Regions from separate parts of the Mus musculus genome. Here region 2 is linked to region 1. A link is a contact called in public promoter capture Hi-C data. All regions are on one chromosome and are shown on one strand. Each heading gives the region's core, a stretch centred on a gene start, on an enhancer-like site or on the middle of the called end of the contact. The rest is flanking DNA. Distances are from core to core; before and after follow the strand shown. Region 1 holds the start of Parp9 (poly (ADP-ribose) polymerase family, member 9). Region 2 holds the start of Maats1 (MYCBP-associated, testis expressed 1).

Region 1 (3,803 bases), core at 533-3,032:
AATCTGTGATAAACAACTCTGACCTAAGGATGTCTGGATAAAAATCTGAAGCTCTGGGAAATCGCACTTTCTCATGATTTTAACCTAGTAGCCTAAAAACTAAAATTATGAAATGTTAGACTCATGACTAACACTTACAATAGTCTCTGGGATGATCTGTAATGTCTTTGCAGTAGAAAAACACTGTACAACACGAGAGCACAGCTGGCCATGCCCATCCAGGAGTCACTCGAATACTAACCCCAAACTGGCCGGACAGGATCCGGGGAGCCTGCAGAGGGCAGTATTGCTTTCACACAAGAAAGACCTCTAAGGTTCCTTGGAGGCTGCAGCTGAGAGGTTGCTTTGGGGTGCACTTGTCTGTCTTGAGGCAAGCAGGCCAAAAGCAAAACTTCCTTTTTCCTTGTCCTTTTATATAGGCTGCTACCAGGACGCGTGACCCAGATTTAGGGCGGGTCTTCCAGTCTCAAAAGACCCAATCAAGAAAATCGCTCACAAGCACTACCCAGCTAGCTGGGGTTTTAGCTGATTCCAGACGCAGTCAAAATGACAACCAAGATTAACCATCACCTATGAGCTAAACTATGGTGTTAACCTTTAGAATTAACACACATAATCCCCACTTTATTTCTGTTGACGCTATAGATCTTACAGACCCTTCCTCTTCCTCTCCCTGGCCTGGAACCCAGCCCTCTGGACTTTAGGCTACTGCTGTCCCAGCCTAGAATACTTTCCTCCCCTCCCCCAACCCCTTAAGATACCTCTTGAAACCTGCTCTTTGGCTTTTGCTTTGTTCACAGGTACTGACTGCTTCTGTGCTCAGTTCCTCGTTACCTCCCTCTCTAGGGACTCAGGGAAGCAAGCCGATCTGTGCTATTCGCTAACTTAAGGCCCTCGAGCAGAAAATCCCTAAGGTGCCCAGCTAACAGGAAAAGTACAGGTCACCAAGCAGGTAAACTCTCTCCACTTGAAATCAGAACCGCATCTCAGTAAATACTAGTTACAACAATCATTTCAAAAAGTACAAACAGGTGAAACTCTTTACCCCTCTATTCCGCTCCACCCTTGAGAGGCCTGAACCTGGGATCCGGGTTCCCGCCAAACTTCCGATCCTGCAAGAATAGAAGGGCGACCTGCCACCGTAGGGAAACTTCCTCTGAGCGCCCACCGCCGAGCGTGCGAACTACTCACCGGGTGATGGCTCTGAGAGATGGCAGAGCAAGACAGGCGGCGGCTCTGCGGAGAACAAGGAGGGACCTTCTGGGGAATCGAAACTGAAACTTTGCCTCTCGGGTCTTTAGGGCAGGGCTCGCCTTTGCTCTTCCCTGTCTGTGCAGCGCCCCTGAGCCCCAAACGAGCCAGACGCGGATAGCCATGGCTTCCAGTCCCGACCCGCCGTCCCCGCTACTCGTACGGCTGCGGGAGTCCATCCCCAAGGCGCACAGGAAGCTCGAGATATACTTCCAGAGCCGGGCCTCGGGAGGTGGGGAGTGCTCTGTCCAGCCCGTGGGCCCCAGCGCCCCGGACACCTACGAGGTGAAGTTCCTAAAAAAAGCAGGTGAGCCGGGGCAGGGGAAACAGGGCAAGGCTCGGGTGCAAGGGTAGAACCAGCAGGTTTCCAAACCGATCCCTGCATGCTTCCGACGAGAGCCCACGCGAGTGTGGCTCTCTGTCTGTGGGAGAGTGCGGTCCACAGACTCCCTCCATCCCACAGTGGCGGAGAGAGCCTCGTATGAGTCCAGCCGCTGATGAGGTCGCGGTTCGACTCCATCTGAGAATTTCCCAGCAGACCCAGTTGAGAGAAGAAACAAAGTGTGGGGGTTGGGATTGAGGAGGAAATCCAGAACCTTGTGCACGCTAGGCAAGTGCTCCACCACCGATCTCGACTCCAAGCCATTTTAATGTTGTAAATAAAGATTCCGTTGACTTATTTTTAAGGACTACAAAAGTAATATATGACTTTAAAGAGGAAAGTCAAAGAAAAATTATCTGAAGATAGTTTGGTGGGGTTTGGTTTGGTTTTGGTTTTGGTTTTTGGTGTGTGTGTGTGTGTGTGTGTGTGTGTGTGTGTGTGTGTGTGTGTGTTTGGTTGATTTTAGAGACAGGGTTATTCCTTGTATCCTTGTCTGTCCTGGAACTAGCTCCATAGGCTGACCTCAAACTCGCAGAGATCCTCCTTCCTCTACTGGGATTAAAGGCAGGTGGTGCCACACTAATGTCCTCAATGGGGGCATTTTCATGCATTCTTTTCTGAGAGTCAGCAAATGAATATACATTCTAAACTTTTTGATCTTGTTTCTTTTGGGGGGCCGGGGGTTTCACCATTTAACTATACAATAACCATTATTCAATGTCATTGAAATGAGAGATTCAAAACCATTACAAAACATAGGTTTCCCCACCACCACCCCTTTGAGACAGGATCTTGCCATGTGCCATTGGTTGGCCTTGAACTCATAATACCCCTACCCCTACCACTACCATTTAAGTGCTAGATTGTGAGTGTGTACCAGCATGCCCAGACTAGAAATGTGATTTCTAATAACCAAATTATATTCCTATGCTAAAACTTAAGCTCCCTTCTTTAGAGTTCTGATTAGCTTCTCCTATCACCAGCCTGCTATTCCAGAATGCCAGAAATAACTGTTCAGGTCCTCTGTATGCATTTGACCAGGAGCCTACAACAGATACCACCAAGGGCCAACTTGGTGAACCAATGCATTACTTATTGCATTGGTATTGGTTATTGGATTTACTTACAGGAATATGGGAAACGACTCAAAGGCAACTGCATCACCAAAGCCCACCTAGCATGGGTGACAGCTCACAAAGCTGGGAACCTGGAGCTCACTGCACACCTACAGGCAGCTCAATAGGTTAGGGAGTGTTCTTTCCAGGTGGCTCAGTTGGTCTAAACTTCCTCCTAAGTGGAGCTTAGAGTTCACTTCCTGCAGGCAGCTTCTCTGGTGGTTTAAGTTTTCTTCACAGCTTGTTTTGTCTAAGAGTCTCCTATGCAGACCTTTAATGAGTCCTCACAGCAGCTCTGTTCTGGGAGTCTCAGGAGGACTCTTCCCAACAGTCTCTATTGTTTATTCATTCAGGGAGGGGCCTATGAGTCTGGTCAGTTTCTGGGATTTCCTGAAGCTATTTTGAGTTGTTTACCTTCTTGCTTAAGGAACTTCTTTGCAGGGTGGAATGTTTCAGTCTTGAGAAAATTTACACAACAGTCCCATACCCTATGGTTTATTCAAATAAAGTCTATGGAAGGCGAACCAATGCATTTATAGTAGTGGCACATGCCTTTAATTGTAGCACTCTGGAGGCAGGGGCAGGCAGATCTCTGTGAGTTCAAGGCCACCCTGGTCTACACCAGGAGTTTCAGGACAGCCAGGACTACCTAAGGTCTCAAAAACAAAAAATAAAACAAAACAAAAAAATGAACAACTAAAAAGCATATGTGAGAACATGGGTAGCTTATGTGAAAGTCCTAAGCTTATTAGGGACATCTCTGGAGGTAGCATGCTCAGACGTTTCTAGAATCAACCTACAGGGATACTGAGGATCAGCTATGTAAATTCTCTCTTATTTCTGTGTGAATGTGTATGTTTAATGTCTCCCCTGAAGATAAGGAGAAAGTGTTGAAAAAGAGCGAACACGAGATGTTGGTCCATAACAAACCTGTGACCATTGTCCTGGAAACTACTAAAAAGCCAGTAGAGGACCTGAGACCCAGACTCCCATCCTTGACACAGCCAGTGGAGACACCAAGCTCCAGACCTCCGTCCTTGACGGGGTCTCTGGAT
Region 2 (3,803 bases), core at 917-3,416, 2.4 Mb before region 1:
AGCAACCACATGGTGTCTCACAACCACCCATAATGAGATCTGACGCCCTCTTCTGGTGTGTCTGAGGACAGCTACAGTGTACTTATGTATAGTAATAAATAAATCTTTTTAAAAAAGAAAAAAGAATACAAAACATAACGCAGTTATTGTTTCCCATTTAATCCCAAGACAAACATTAATAAGATATTCCCTAGAGAAGAGCTATGGTAAGATGTTAAATTGAAGGGCCTGAGAGACAGCTTAGTGGGTAAAGACACAAGTCACTGAGCCTGATGACCTGCCTTCAGTCTCAGGACTCAGATGGTAGTATGCAGTTAACAACTCCACACATGTACTATCGTGTGTGCGTGCACATAGTATTTGCATGTCTGCCTCTGAATTTAAAAAAAGGAAAAAAAAAAGCTTTCCATTTCCTCTGGGAAAATACATATCATACAATGTTCTCTGATTTCTGGATGCCTGGAAAGTCTGAGTTTTACCACATTTGCAAGCCAGTTCATATGTGATGGCTGAAACTATCAAACTCCTGGGCTACAGATAAAGGACATTTTATCACTTGCAGCAGGGCATTATACAAGTTTCCAGAATCTCATTTCCCATGGGCAATGTGAAAAAGACCAAATAGTACAAAATTCTTAAGGACAAGAACTAAGAATGTCTCACTCCCTTTGGCTTAAAGGGCAACACTGTCTCTATCACTGTCTCTATCACCCATCACTCTTTCCTACTCAGAGTCAAGGACAGACAGTGGCCCCTCCCTTATAAGACAAAGGGAATCAGCCCCTGTGTAGAGTTCTCTCAACATGATTAGAATTGGGCTGGAGAGATGGCTCAGCGGTTAAGAGCACTGATTGCTCTTCCGAAGGTCCTGAGTACAAATCCCAGCAACCACATGGTGTCTCACAACCATCCCTAATGAGATCTGATGCCTTCTTCTGGGGTGTCTGAAGACAGCTACAGTGTACTTACATATAATAATAAATAAATCTTAAAAAAAAAGATTAGAATTAACTTTGTTAGTGATAATAGCGAGATTATTTTGGACTAGTGTGTATCTCAGTAGTAGAGTGCTTATAGCATATGTGAGACCCTAAATTCAATTCCCAATGCCACAAAAATAATGAATGAATAAATAAATGAACAATATTAGTTCGAGGCGTTGGCTAATTTTAAGGTAAAATGATACTATGAAATTTCTTTTTAAAAGAAGAATGGATCATGGGCAAAAGCTGACCCATTTCTGCCTCTCTAGTTTTCATTGCAGGATTTATTTATTTATTTATCTATTTAAAGCAGAGACTACGCATGCACCATAATACCAAGAGCAGCAGCCTGGAGATAGAGTTCCTATTACAGAAGCCAATGTCCGCTTTTATACTGCTCCAAGGCCCAACACACAGGAACTTGGATTTCTCCACCTTGTGGAAAGAGGCTTTCAGAAATGAAAGTACCGCCAGGCTTGGTGGTGCACGCCTTTAATCCCAGCATTTGGGAGGCAGAGGCAGGCGGGATTTCTGAGTTCGAGGACAGCCTGGTCTACAAAGTGAGTTCCAGGATAGCCAGAGCTACACAGAGAAACCCTGTCTCGAAAAACCAAAAAGAAAGAAGGAAAGAAAGAAAGAAAGGAAGAAAGGAAGGAAGGAGAAAGAAAGAAAGAAAGAAAGAAAGAAAGAAAGAAAGAAAGAAAGAAAGAAAGAAAGAAAGAAAAGAAGGAAAAGGAAAGGGAAAGGAAAAGAAGAAATGAAAGTACCCAATTCTAGCAGGTGAAGAGATTTCCCATGGATTTCTAGAAGATACTGGCGGCAAGGGCGGTCACTAGCAAATAGCTCTTGGTTTTCTCAAGTAGCCCTTTCCCCAGCATCTGACGTCAGCTCTATTGGGCAGAATCCCTATCCCTTAGCCTCTTCTTCCTGGCCCTGCTTCTTTCCATGCTAGATTTTCCCTTTCTCTTGACTATTCCCTTCCAGTACCCAGCTCCTCAGGTCGCCCCACGTCTTGCCTCTTCATTCTGCCAGGTTTGTTCACCCTGTATCCCAAAATCTACTCTGTCGCTCCTTTCTGCCTCTTCAAACTGCCCCCAGAGCCTTTCCCCCTGCCCTTTCACTTCTCCGCCCCGCCTCCCCGCCTCCTGAAACTCGCCCCGCCCCTTATCCCTGCGTGCTTCTGCGGTTGCCATAGCTACGGTGTACACAGCTACCAAGCCTCCCATAGCTGTTTTTCTGCTGGCGGGAGGGAAAAAGGCAGCACCATGAGCCAGACAGTGACCATCCAGGAACCCAGGCCCAATGATCAGAGGATTCCGTATCAATGCAGAGAGGTGCGGAGGGCCAAGGGCGGATTCGCCAATCGAACGTACGATTACCTGTACGGTAAGGACTGCCCACTCCTCCTGGGAGCTAATGTAACCTGGTAGGGTGTGCTAAAAAACAAGCTCCAGGACAAACCCTCTGGCTCTGGACCGCACAGGTGGGAGCCCTAAGTCCCAAGTACGCTGTGGGCCACGCGCTCTGCAGCACTTCGGAAGCCACAGGTGTGCGCAGCTTCTCCAAGTGCCAGACGGGGGTCACCCCTTTTCCCTCTGATAATTTAATCTTCCTGAAACCTAGTCTGGTTTCAATCATTCAGGTGCACATTCATAAAAGTGTGAAGTGAGCCGGGTGGTGCATGCCTTTAATCCCAGCACTTGGGAGGCAGAGGCAGGTGAATTTCTGAGTGCGAGGCCAGCCTGGTCTACAAAGTGAGTTCCAGGACAACCAGGGCTACACAGAGAAACCCTGTCTTGAAAAAAACCAAAAAAAAAAAAAAAAAAAAAAAAAAAGAAAGAAAGAAAGAAAGAAAGTGTGAAGTGATTTGCAGAGCTGGAGAGGCACGCAATGCATTCAAACACACATGTCCAGTGAAAGTGATAGTGATTTTCCTGCCCCAGGTTCTGACAAATCCAAATTTGGGGTTCTGGGTAAAGAGGTTCCAGTTGGCTTCATGTTTGTTTTCAGTGGTTTCCTCCTCTTCCTCCTCCCCTCTTTCTCCAACCTTCTGTTAATCAAAACATTGTTGATAAACTCAGTGCACCCATTCCCCTAGGACCAATTAAATTCCGGTTTATGTTATGCCCTGATTTTCCATTTGTGGTCTTCCTCTCCAGACCTTAAGTTCTGGTTCACACATGTCTGTCATCCTCTTGAGCCTATTACAATACTGTACACAGTATTATGTATAAAAGTGTTAACTAGACTACTGGATTTATACCACAACAAGTGCAACCATTTAAGCACGATGCTTTCTTTTTCTGATTTTTTCCCTCTGTAGAAACAGGCTGTCACCTGAGCCCTGCATAATTTTCAGCCTTATGGTATTTCCTTTGGATCTCCAGAATCTCTTCTGAAAACCTGTTTTCTTGGATTGGGCTGTGTAATTACCGACTGCATGCTCTCTTAGTTAGCTTTTCTATTGCTGGGACAAAACATCATGATCAAAAAGCAAGTTGGGAGGGAAAGGGTTTATTTAGCTTACACTTCTACATTGCTGTTCATCACCAAAGGAAGCCAGGACAGGAACTCAAGCAGAGCAGGAAACTGGAGGCAGGAGCTGATGCAGAGGCCTTGGATATTGTTGCTTGCTCTCTGTGGCTTGCTCTTCATGGCTTGCCCTCCATGGCTTGCTCAGCCTCCTTTCTTATAGAACACAGGACCACCAGCCCAGAAATGGCACCACCTACCATGGGATGGGCCCTCCCCTACTGATCACTAATTGAGAAAAGGCCTTACGTCTGGATCTCATGGAGGCATTTTCTGAACTGACGCCCT

What was found. Promoter capture Hi-C pulls out the DNA fragments that hold promoters and counts their contacts.
Region 2: a contact with region 1 is called in a promoter capture Hi-C map of liver, with 2.9 times the contacts expected there. The contact joins the promoter of Maats1 here to the promoter of Parp9 in region 1. A contact is called at or near these places in 3 of 39 promoter capture datasets (liver and pre-B cells).

Annotation. Positions count from the first base shown.
Region 1 is chr16:35,936,449-35,940,251 of GRCm38.p6, reverse strand. Parp9 (poly (ADP-ribose) polymerase family, member 9) reads right to left here and starts at 1,782. Exons shown (of 11, transcript NM_030253.3): 1 at 1,192-1,782. It overlaps Dtx3l (deltex 3-like, E3 ubiquitin ligase), which reads left to right and starts at 1,225. Exons shown (of 5, transcript NM_001013371.2): 1 at 1,225-1,558; 2 at 3,625-3,803. The coding sequence starts at 1,375.
Region 2 is chr16:38,340,223-38,344,025 of GRCm38.p6, reverse strand. It overlaps Maats1 (MYCBP-associated, testis expressed 1), which reads left to right and starts at 2,166. Exons shown (of 17, transcript NM_001081025.1): 1 at 2,166-2,369. The coding sequence starts at 2,249.